Regions from separate parts of the Mus musculus genome. Here region 1 is linked to region 2. A link is a contact called in public promoter capture Hi-C data. All regions are on one chromosome and are shown on one strand. Each heading gives the region's core, a stretch centred on a gene start, on an enhancer-like site or on the middle of the called end of the contact. The rest is flanking DNA. Distances are from core to core; before and after follow the strand shown.

Evidence for each region. Promoter capture Hi-C pulls out the DNA fragments that hold promoters and counts their contacts.
Region 1: a promoter capture Hi-C map of liver shows a contact between it and region 2. The contact joins the promoter of Fam50b here to the enhancer-like site in region 2. A contact is called at or near these places in 20 of 39 promoter capture datasets (the 3T3-L1 cell line, the C10 cell line, HPC-7-derived erythroid cells and 10 more), 3 of 15 datasets of contacts at CTCF or cohesin (embryonic stem cells and pro-B cells), 76 of 484 Hi-C or Micro-C datasets (the 3T3-L1 cell line, 3T3-L1-derived adipocytes, the 4T1 cell line and 40 more), 9 of 115 datasets of contacts at active chromatin or transcription factors (VIP interneurons, bone marrow-derived macrophages, embryonic fibroblasts and 6 more) and 5 of 9 other capture datasets (adipose tissue, embryonic stem cells, liver and 2 more).

The regions. Positions count from the first base shown.
Region 1 is chr13:34,733,253-34,738,935 of GRCm38.p6, forward strand. It overlaps Fam50b (family with sequence similarity 50, member B), which reads left to right and starts at 1,598. Exons shown (of 2, transcript NM_001382856.1): 1 at 1,598-1,656.
Region 2 is chr13:34,625,860-34,631,916 of GRCm38.p6, forward strand. It overlaps Pxdc1 (PX domain containing 1), which reads right to left. Exons shown (of 5, transcript NM_025831.3): 4 at 4,492-4,603; 5 at 1,982-3,029. The coding sequence ends at 2,912. Among named protein-coding and RNA genes, the nearest start is that of Pxdc1, 24 kb to the right of the region's middle. Within about 2 kb of position 4,047, at least 6 of the 459 cell types and tissues checked have an H3K27ac peak or open chromatin away from gene starts, as enhancers often do. A contact at or near this core is called in hepatocytes and liver, where this site is marked.

The DNA of each region.
Region 1 (5,683 bases), core at 348-2,847, 100 kb after region 2:
CCTGCCTCAATTGTCTTATTACCTCCCGCGGGAGCAGTGAAATTTCTGCCTGTCTTCCATATAATCCTGTTCGGTACACACAGCGCTTTCAGGGACTTCAGTATATTCTCTGGTCCATCAGCCATTCTAAGGCAGTCCCTATATATACTCCCTTGATGGGCCACATTCATTAGGGAAATATATCAGCCCATAAGACAGTGCTACCAGGATCGATCCCATGGATTTCCCTTACTTTCCCCTAAGGCAACTTGCTCAGTCTGAGTATCATGTCTTATCAACCAATAGCAGAACGGGGCCCGTGCTGCTACAGCAAAGAGGCATACTGCTCCATACCACATGGAGAAGAACCTATACTACACAAATGCCCCACTCTTAGATAGCTTAGTTTTAGTCTCATCACCCAGAAGGAAAATACAACGGCTTTTCCCAAAATTATCCCTTACCAGATGGATGCCTAACAACCATCAGAAGCTCGATCAAATGGAGGCAAACATGCTCATGTCTGGCTATTATGATTGCAGCGCAGGACATAGCTGCTGGGCTGGACATTTTACAGTGGGCATCAGACTGAAAAGAGAAATAGCCCAGGAAAGAACATGGCAATTAGTAAGCCTTCCTGTGAATATAACCAGCTCACCAAGCAGACTCAGGGGACAGAGACTAAGAGATTCGAGGGCAAGACCCCTCAGTAGGAGTGTCAAGATTAAAATGTTGTTAGTCATTGTGGTATTGGGTGGCTTCCAGGAATGTATCCAACAGCTATTTAAAGAGCACTTTAAAGAATTGAGTCATGGTGTAGCATATCCACTGCTAATGGAGGCTGAGGCAGGAAGATTGGAAGTTAGAGGCTAGCCTGGGCTGCATAGGAAGACTCTGTCTCAAAAACAAAAACAAAAACACAGCAAACAAACAAAGAAGAACATTTCATAGAAATTTGAAATCCCTTGAAATTGAGTAGCTCACACATGAAAGAAATTACTAGGTTTCTTGCCCCAGTTAGAGGGCTTTTGTAGAGTTTCCCCATATTCAATAGTTTTAAGACAACACCACACTGAAGTTGTGAGCTCTGAAATATTTTCTCTTTTTTTTTCTATTTATTTATTTATTGAGGAATAAAGTTCTATCATTTTATATCCTTATAAAATTTTGAAATTAAAAAGCTTTTCTAAAACCTGAAAGTTATTCTGATCAACCATACTATACCACATGCAAAATGGAGTCAGAGCTTTCTGTCTCCTCTGTAGCTAAGATCACTAATGAGTTATTGTATGAAAAGGCAATAAAATCATGCTGTCTGGAGAGTGCCAATACTTTCAGACTAGTGTATCACGTAAACTCTTTAGTAACAACCTACACACAAAAATTTAATCTGTAATAATCAAAGGCCCAAGTGAGCAACGACAGTCCAGGAAAACTTCATGGGAGGATTGCATTTCAGTTGTCAGGAGATCAGACGCTGGCAGCAGGACTGCATCCATCAGTCAGTCCAAGTCGGCAGTTATACATGACCACCACCTGATTGGCCCAATCTCTGTCCTGATTGGTTAGAGCCTGCCCTAGCAGTTGGCCAATGTTTTGCATATTTTCTGTGTCAGTTAGAACAAACAATATTCGCAAAAGCACCAGAAGGAAGAGTCTTGGCTCATACATCAAAAGGTGAGGGGACTGGCTTGAATCCAGCTGGGGCAGATGTGGGAGGTACAGCTCTTTAAACTCGAGTAAAACCAATTGTGAAGGGAGTTGAATGTTAGAGGAAAGGAATTTGTCCATTATCCTGCAAGCAGGGGAGACTAATGAGCCCTATCGGTGACATAATATCAACATTTTTATTGTAATTTAGGAATCACAAACTAGCAGGAAGGAGGAAGATGCCTTAAAGGGCTATGACATATGCACTAGGAAAATAGAAATTGGGGCTTGTTCTCTCTATTGGTTGCTTTTCACTGCTGTGTCAAAAGCAACCTAAGGAGGAGGAAAGGGTTTATTTTGATTGACTGTTTGACTCACATTTAATCCTGACAGCAAGTTGGCAGAAGCACGGAGTCATGTTGTTTCTGTAGTCAGAAAGCCGAGCAAGATAAGGACTGCGTTCATCTGCCTTTCCCTATTTCTCCTTTCTACTAGGTCTGAGACTCACGCCCATGGGCATGGTAAGGCCATGTTCAAGATGGTTTGTCTTTCCTCAGTTAAATCTTTCTGAAAATACTCCCACCAGACAACATGCCAAGAGCTGTGTATCCTAAGGTTCCAAATCCTGTTAGTTGACAAGATTAACCATTACATGAGTCTCACCTCCTTAACTCAGGTCTGATACTGTTAGCTTATAGTACTGAAAGCATACTGAAGGCTTCTTGTCTCTGCTAGATTGCTCTGAACTCCTCTTTTCTGCCACTGCAGCAGTAGGTGGTTATAGCCAAGTGTCTTCATGCTGGGTACCTGAGGATGTCTGTTCTCTCTCTCTCCCCCCCCCCTCTCTCTCTCTCTCCCTCCCTCCCTCCCTCCCCCTCTCTCTCTCCCTCTTTCCTCTCTCTCTCTCCCTCTCTCCCTCCCTCTCTCTCTCTCTCCCTCTCTCTCTCCCTCTCCCCCCCCTCTCTCTGACTACTCCAATGCAGAGGCAGTAAACTTGACATATAGAACTGTTGATACCCAGAGTGACTATCAGCCACAGAGACTAGGAAGGAGGACTTAGATAAATGCTTTCTTCATCCCATGGTGCTGGAATTTATTTCAGAGGGCTCCCCAGAGTTCCTATAGTATCTAGCATTTCTGTCCTCTAGACTTGGAGTGGAATGTGTTGGTCCCAGATTGACACTTCTAGATTGCAGTAGAATGTTGAAGTTGTGGGACCTAATGGGGACTGTGAGACACTGGTGCCCTTCTCTTTCTCTCTGCTTCCTGGCTGTCCTGTCATAGCTTCCTCTGCTATGCACTCCTGCTATGACATACTGCTTCACTACAGCCTCCAAACAGTGAGGTCAATTGACCATAAGGTGAAGCTCTCAGAAATATGAGTCAAAGTAACCTCACTCCCCACATAAGCTCTCATCTCAGGCATGTTGTTACAGTATCGGAAAGCTGACTGACTGAAATACAGTCTATTGACACTACGATGTCATTGTCTCTTTATAAGGTAATGCTTTTGTGATCTTATCTTCAGAGAAAACAAAAGGTTCCAATTCCATCTTCCCTGTATTATGAGTGATCAAAATGCTTTTCTTTCATGTATGCTATGATTTTGATTCCACCTGCCCAGCTCAAGGGCAGACCCTGATTGACTTACCTGAAAGGACAATTTACCATTTTTAACCGCAACCTGTCCACAATTAGTGGGCAAAGCAAGGAGAAACCAATCAGGAAATCTGGGGCCAAAAGCTTAAGGAACCAGAGAAGACAGCATCTAGCCTCTAGAAACAGCTCTACTCATCTTATGGCTCATGAACGCAAGCTGAAGGTGAAACAGAAAGGAGGGAGATTGCTGAACTTCTAAATCAAGCTCCTGTATAGTTCGCATGACCTCACATAGCTTCTGATAAGTGCATTATTAGTCATTTATTTAGTTTTGAAGCCAATTTGAGGCAGGCTCTTCCTGACTGTAGAAAGGTTCTCAACTGCTAGAGTGCAAATAGACTGTATAAGTTATAGGCCTATAAGTCATTCCTGTTTGCTAATTTTTCTATTACTCATTGGTAGCAAGAATAGTGATGGGCCATGGAACAGGTTAAGATATTATTCTAAATGGTTGTTTTGATTTACTATCTTCTTTTAGGAAAAAAAAAACTAGATCATTCACAGCATGTTCAGAAACCAATCCCATATAGAATATGTGAAGAAACAAATGATTGAAAATAGAATACCACTTATCTTATATATAAAACTCACAAGTCATCAAAGAACAGACTGTTAGATACATAAATATAATAACATAAACTTGTTATATTGTAAAAATTCCCAATATAAGTAAAGACATACATAACAAACTAAAACAGCTGAAGCTTATACAACAGAGTTGAGGCGAGTACTCTGTAAGTACAGAGTTCCTGTAGGTCAAAAAGAAAAGAACAAAGCTGCTACATCATTGAGATTTGTTTATTATAGGTAAGGTTCTGTGCTGTCACTCAGTGGTAGAATGCTTACCTAGCATGTATGAAGCCAGGGTTCCATTCCCAGCATCAAAAAAGAAATTGGTGGGTGGTAGTGGGTAACCTGTGTGACGACAGAATTTAAGTAACATATGACAAGACGCTAGATTTAAGATTAAAGTCACAGCCATAACATTAAAAATGGTTGCCTATAATCATGACTGGTGTGTATTAAGCACCAGAAACCCAAAGATCATCTCAGAGATGTATAATAATGATTAGTATAGAGTTTTAAAAGTCAACTTGTTGAGTATGTATGTTGAGGCCATTTTCAAATTTCAGGTAGACCCTTGATGAAACCCGGTATCTGGGAGGTTATCCCAGCAATGTATAGAATAATCCCATTTGCATTAAAATGCATGCTAACATGGAGGAAGATCGCTCAGAGATCATTGTACAAAGCTACCAAAATAGTTTTATTTTGTTATAGAGAATTAAATGAATATGCGTCAGGGAGAAATCCAGGCTAGGGAATCTGTACTGGGAATTATCAAATTCGGAAGTGGAAGAGAGAGAAGTATAGACGTATAGAGGTGGGAAAGGAAAAATTCCCACTTTCCTGGAAAGCTCAAGAAAGTGTCTATCACCAGGCATGGAGAAGCTGCACAGGGACTTCCTGACACATAGACATATGGTTTCTTGGCCCAGTCTACATACACAAGTCCCTGCCAAAGTTGTTCAGAGCTGGCTCCTTGGAAGGTCTGAACAGCGGTCCCTAGTGCCTTAGCGGGCTCTATCGGTGAGGTCCAGTGACCTCTTCCTCCTCCTCCATTGCTAACCCAGGAATTTCATGTCTGTTCCTGCCCTCTGAGTTCTGTGGATTTGCCTTTGGACTGAGCTGATAACATGCCAGCAACCTTGTGAGTGGATAAAGTCTAATTGGGATTGATCTTATTAGCTAATTCATCGCTTTCCCAAGTTTGATAATAAGCTCCCTCCCCAGGGTGGCAGTGTAACACAAAAAGGCCGTGGGTTATCTATTCATGTCTTGTGGTAAGCTTAAAATTTCATTTGTGAAAACATACTCTTGGCTGGATCCTAACCCTGTCCAAATCAAAGGGGCTGGAAAATCTCAGCTTGCAAGTGTTCAGATGGAAAACAAACAAAACAGCCCTGGGGTTTAAAATAGTCATGTGACTTCCTTAACCAGTAAGTGTGCTTTACTGTCAGTATGAGAACCCAGCGTGGACACCAGGGACCTCAGACCTCAGGCAACGGGACTTCCACTCTGTCACCCTTAACTCTACTTGCCAGGTGCCAAAGTTCAGGGCTTTGGTGATTTGTGAAGAGAGGACTTTGATGCTTTTGGTTCTAAATGGGGAACTGAAAATGAAAATGTGTCAGGGAATATCTTTCCCATGCCACCTAGAGTTGCTGATATCAACAGTATCTCAGAATCATGCAATCAAATGGTACAATGTTTATTGTGCATGCTCTAAAACATTCAGGACCTTGAGCAGGAAAAACAGAAGGGCTGCGGTAGCAATGGGCTGGGTGACCTGGCAAAAAACCCTCTGTTTGTGATGAATAATCCCCATTGATCT
Region 2 (6,057 bases), core at 2,797-5,296:
TGCATTTTTACTTTATATAAGCCTCATAGGAGAAAAAGGTTCTTTTCCAACTTAGTTGACCTAAATGATCTTACTGGCCAAAAGATCTTGAATCACACACTGCTTAGTAAATGCTTGTCCACGGTGAATGAAAACCCAGAAGAGCAGCTAGCACACAATTCGAGTAACAAAGGAGAAGGCTTAGGTCAGCATGGCCCCTTGGCTGCCAGTACAGTGGGAGGAACGTGGTCACCCACGAAGCAAAGGGAGAAGCAGGTCTCTGGAGGATGGTGATGACAGGAGTATGTATCTCACACTTGAACCTGCCCCTTGGTCATTCTCAGAACTGACCATCTAGAGACTGCAAATTAAATTTTACTTGGTCAAGTTTCTTGTCCTTGTTTTGGGCCCATATTCACAGTTGGGATTTTTTTCACCAAAGACGTCAGACTTTTTCTCTGTATTGATTGAGTAATAGTAGTATACTAGTCTAAACAGCAGCAGTGGCTTCCTGTGTGTGTTGACAAGCTCTGTACCCACCACATCTGTCATCCTATATCCCTGATGAGTGTCAGTTACCATGCCATCACACTGTAAGGAATATCCATCCATCTGCAATCCCAGAACTCAGGAGTATGAGGGAGAAGGACTTTGAACCCATGCCAGCCAGAACTTGACTCAAAAAAAAAAATCAATCAAAGAAATATTCACTTACATTTCAGACTTTCTTTTTCTAGGGTGGGGGTGATAAAGGAGAGTTGAGACAGTCTCATGAATCATGAGATGCCATTAAATTCCATACAGTTCCAAAAATGGCTTTGAATTGATTCTCTTACTTCTTTTAAACAAGAGTGGAGACTAAAAACCTACCATATGCTACCATGCTTAGCTTTATGTGTTGCTGGGGACTGTACCCAGGGCTTTGTACATGATAGGTTAAGTGTGTTAAGTATTGTACAAAGCAAGTGAGCTTCAACAGCCCCCCAACCCATCCCCTACCTTCTATGATTCTTTGCAATGTGGAAACCTAAAGAACTGGTCTTGAAATGCACAGTTTTCCACAGAAAGACAGAGAGTGGGCTATTTGGTAGGATAAACACCACAAAGATATTTGACCTGTATTTTAGAGGCCTCATTGTACATTTCTAAAAAAAAAAAAAAAAAAGACACTTCCTCAGGGAAACCCTGAAAGAGTCTGGGGAACTAAGCTCACTGTGTGACAGAGAACCAGCTTGAGCCAACAGTTTGAACAGAGAAGAAAAGGCCACTGGCCAAATGCTGGTTTGAGAAGCATGTCTATAGAATGTGATCAATGTGATCAATGGAAAAGACCCATCCAACTGAGCATCGACACATAGATTGGAATTAACTGAACACACTGGCTCCTTTGGTTGGTTTTGCTTTTGTTTTCATTTGTTTTTGAGACAGAGTCTCACTGTGTAGACTAGGCTGGTCTTTGGACTCAAAAGCCACCCCACCCCCACCCCAGTCTCTGCCTTTCTATTGCTGGGATTGAAGGCATGGGTGACCACAAAACATTGGCTTCAATGTTAACTGCTAAGGGAAACTACCTTTGCACTGATTTTAATTTGGTAAGACAACAAAGATTACTGGTGGACCCCAGTCAGTCCTTCAGGAGCATATATGAAAAGCAGGATGCATTAAGTTGGACACACAGCTGGAAGGCAAAATCCACGGAAATACTCTTTGTATTGTAACTCTATGTCACCAGAGACACTTCCTGTGACTGCCAAAGAGGACTCAGAGAAGGGGAAACCCCAGAGTCCAAATGAAAGAAACCCTATTATCTGGTTTGAATAGTTCGCCCCCTGGGGTGAGAACACATTTCCTAAATACTAGTGTGTCAGGAAGAGTGCTAAAGTCGGGTCTCAGGATGGAGGTGGGGTGGGGCTGGGGTTGAGAGTCATCATCTACCTTTCTCATCCCTAGGCAGGGGATAAAATGAACCACATATTTTTTTACACAAACATCCTCTCTAGATCAAAGTAGAACAATAGATTTTTATTTAATTAAAATAGATTAAAAACAGACTGTGTAAAAGAATTAGAATTCTCAATAATTTACTATTATTTACATTAGCAAGTGCTGGTCGTTAGTAGACACAGTGAGGACATGAGCTTGCAGGACCCAGACCTTCTGTGGTCTAAGCTGTAAGCATCCCTTCCTTCCTTCCCATCCCTTCCTTTCTGATCCATCCTGGCACTTGTGCCATTGAGGTCAGCAGGGGAAGGACTTCGAGCACCCTAGGCAGTGGTGACCGCATCACCGCCTGGCAGAAGAGCTGACAGGTGCTGGCAGTGAGGAGGACGCTCTCTTCCCTGGAAGAAAACTTTATATCAGGTTCATATGCACAGGACCATGAATGCTTTCCCCTCGCCGAAGCTAGCAATCTTCTCCAGGCTTGATGTTGTGTAAACGCTCCTTCCGGCTCATCCCAAACCCAGATTCCAGGGAGCAGATGTAAAGAAAAAAAAAAGAGCCACACATCCTTCTTAGGGAGGTCCTGAATCACTTAATATCCCCCGTCCACGAGGTCCAGAACTTGGTAACTTAGCAAAAATCCTCTTGAAATACTTTGTGTGTGCCTTTGACACACAAGAGAAAAGTGGGGAGTCAGGGCCATGTGACCAAGAGGAATGTTCCCTAAGTCGGCAGTGAGACAAGAAGAAGCATGGCCTGGCATCCCAGAAGAGGCGGGCTGGAGGGGCTGAGAGCAGGAAGAAGGCCCCTCGGTGCTGCCTATGGTCATCGGGATCCCGTGTGCCTCTGCTTTCTAAATACCCAGGCCTGCTGAACCTCAGGACCCTAGGAGGTCCAGGCTGAGCAGTAGCTTTGGCCCTTGGAGGAGCACAGTAGACAGCATGAGGACATGCAGTCGAGGTTGGAGGCAGAGAAGGCCCGATGGAGAGGCTCAGTCCAAAATGTCCGTCTCAAACGGAACCAAATGGTAATAGGACAAGTTGGTGACATAAGCCTCTGGGTCGTCACCATCTTCCAGCTCTGAGGTGAACTCACCACCATTCTCAAACCTGAAAGAGACGACAGAGGTGAAGGCCACTGTATGGGACCCTAGCGAGAAGAAAGAGAGGACAAGAGGCAGCCAGGGCAGTGCCAAGATACTGAGGGCTCCAGGTTCTATGGAAGGGGACAAGGGACATTAAGGAGATAAGGTCCTTTCCAGGCTCGCAGCAGACACGTGGGAAGAACCATGAACACACAAACTAGTTTAAATGGGTGGTACCGCCCAGGCAGCGCTTTTGAGCTTTGCTGACTTGGCGATTACTTTCTGCATCTGTAAGGTAGTGGGGCCTTTATGCTTTCTTTATTCACAGTGATATTCTGGCTCCCGTTCTGTGTCAGCTCAAAGATTAACAGTGGACAGGCGGGTATAGGTGATGTGGTCCCAGGAGCTTGCAAGGAGCCAGGGAGGGACACTACAGGAGGCTCCCTATGGTCATGGAGGCAGGCTCTACCTCCCTATGGTCCTGGAGGCAGGCTCTACCTAGTGGCCAAGCCTAGTTTGACCCAGGATGACTTGGGCTCTGAAGGATGAAAGTTGTGGTTTCTTGGGGACCTCTGGCTGGCAGGGATAGCACGCTGGTGCACACTGAATGAGTGTTAAGGGAAGGAAAGCCCTTCGGCTTTGTGTGAGATGGAGCTGGCCAGAGACTGTCATGGTAGAGGAGTCAGATGGAGACCTTTTCACATCACCAGCTGCTACAGGGCCTAGGTCTGCTTGCCTCCACAACATACCCAGGGACCCCGTTCTGTCCCCAGGAACACCTAGCAACAAAGCCAGACCTCCCAACTGGCAGGCACTCTCCAGCACAGTCTAGCCAGAAGTTCCATTGCAGAGGAGGGTAGAATGCAGGCCACAATGAGTGGCCTTTGGCTGTCCAGCCATCAGTAGTCAAAGCTCCTGAGTCATCACAGACTAGGGTTCTAACTGGTCACCCATCAACTTGTGAGACAAACATATGTGTCCCAGTCCCGGTCCAGGAAGTCTAGAAGCATCTGGATTCTGGATCCTGGACCAGAGTACAGTGTTTTACACCTCAGAGCCAACACAAACTATCTCCTGGAGTTTTGCAACTTCTGAATGCCCCTCACATCTAGTGATTGGGTGACTCTTCCTCCCCTAGATCAATTAACCAAACTCTCGCCAGACGATGGCATGAACATTTAAAACACCCAAACTGGCAGGGCCTGCTGCTGTTCTCAACCTGTGGCTCACGACCCCTTTGGAGGTCAAATGATTCTTTCATAGGGGTCGCATATCAGATATCCTACATAATAGTAGCAAAATTGTAGTTATGAATTAGCAATGAAAATAATATTCTGGTTGGAGTCACGAGGAGCTGTATTAAACATGAAGAACTGTATTGAAGGGTTGCAGAACTGACAAGCTTGGGAACCACTGCTGTAGAGCATTGCACATACCACCAGCTTTCGACCCCTTGTAGGAAAACGCATTAGAGGACGTGCACTCACAAATGCTCTGTGGAATCCGCATCCAGGAGCTGGTCCTTCCCGTTGGGTATGCTGTGGTCAATGACTATGGTCTCTGTGTTTGCCAAACAAAATCCATTGGACCTCATGATTTCTGAAAACCAAAGCCATGAGGTAAGTACTCAGGAGAGGTCAGTGTTTGAGGTTAAAGTTTCAGGATTTATCATCGATCGACAGCTCTCAGCCTGGGTAAGCGATGTTTCCCTGTGCGGTGCACAGTTACCAATGCAAACTCATAACTGATCAGAGTGCTGAGGAGTAGTGACTGCTACAGGCTCAGGTCTACACAGGACATCTACAATCACCCCCTCTGAGGTTCAGGGGACATTGTGGAAGAAGGGGCAGAAAGAATGTAAGAGGTGGAGGGTGGGGAGGAGGACTGTGAATTGCCGTCTTCTGGACTTGACATAGCGGCTGTACCCAAGAGCTCACAGCAACACTGTCTTCTGCACAAGACTGGGCCCAGTGACAGTCTGTCGTGGACAGAAGATGGGCTTATAAGGTCCCACCTTTTCCTGGGGAGCTATGGGGGCCATGAAAGGGCAAGTAACATTTCTCGACAGTGTAGACACAGTCAAGTTGCCCTTGTTCAATAAATAACCTCCTACCCATGGTCACAATAGCAATTCTAAATATAGTGCATCATTAAAAAAATAAAATTAAAAGGCATGAGAATAGGAGGGTGAACTTGTAAAGAAAGGGTGTGTGTGTGTATGTGTATGAAATTATAAAATAAAATTTTAGAGCTGAAGTTTATATCAGTCTCCCCCTCCCCCATCACCCACTGTCTCCAGCTCTCTCTCCCGATACCCAGAGAATCCTTCTAGTGTTCAGACAGGAAGATGGAGATGCTGACACCAGTACCACAGGAGCAGTGTATCTCTCCCTGAAACAAGATCCTCTGGTATCTGAGCACCTCCACGTGTGCCCTGCCTGTGGGTTTACAGTGGAGGCTGGAGGGAAGTAGATGGAGGACTGGGCACAAGTCTGAGGCAGGCTCTATCCACCATTGTGACATGTGACATCACACCGTTTCCCTGCCCTTTCTGAGCTCTACCCTGTGGCTGAGACAGGGCTGACAGAATCTGCATCCTGGGTGGTGCTAAGAATTGCATTGGATGAGATCAGATTGTGTTTTAAATGAGTGGCTCACTGACTTTGTATCATGAAACTGTATATATATTTCTATTTTCCCCCAGTAAGCACCGATGTGGGTACTTTAGAAAAATCAACAAACAAAAGCAGCTTCCTTTGTCTACACTGGCGGTTAGTTTACAAGGGCTCTCCTGTGGCTGAAAGAGCTGACGGGGAGGATTGGTGGCTGGCACCAAGCTAGAAGCTTTCACTGCAGCCTTGTGGCCTTGGGACTCTTCTCTACGGGAAACCTTTAAGTTTGTTATTGGAGAATGTCACGGCAAGCAAGCATCCATTTAGTTAGACAGCCTCTTTGAATATCAAAACCCATGATGTCTAAATATCTAATGCAGACTGGGGCGGTGTTTCTAGAATCTCCACTTATTCTCCCTCTAGGCTTTATGTCATCTTTAG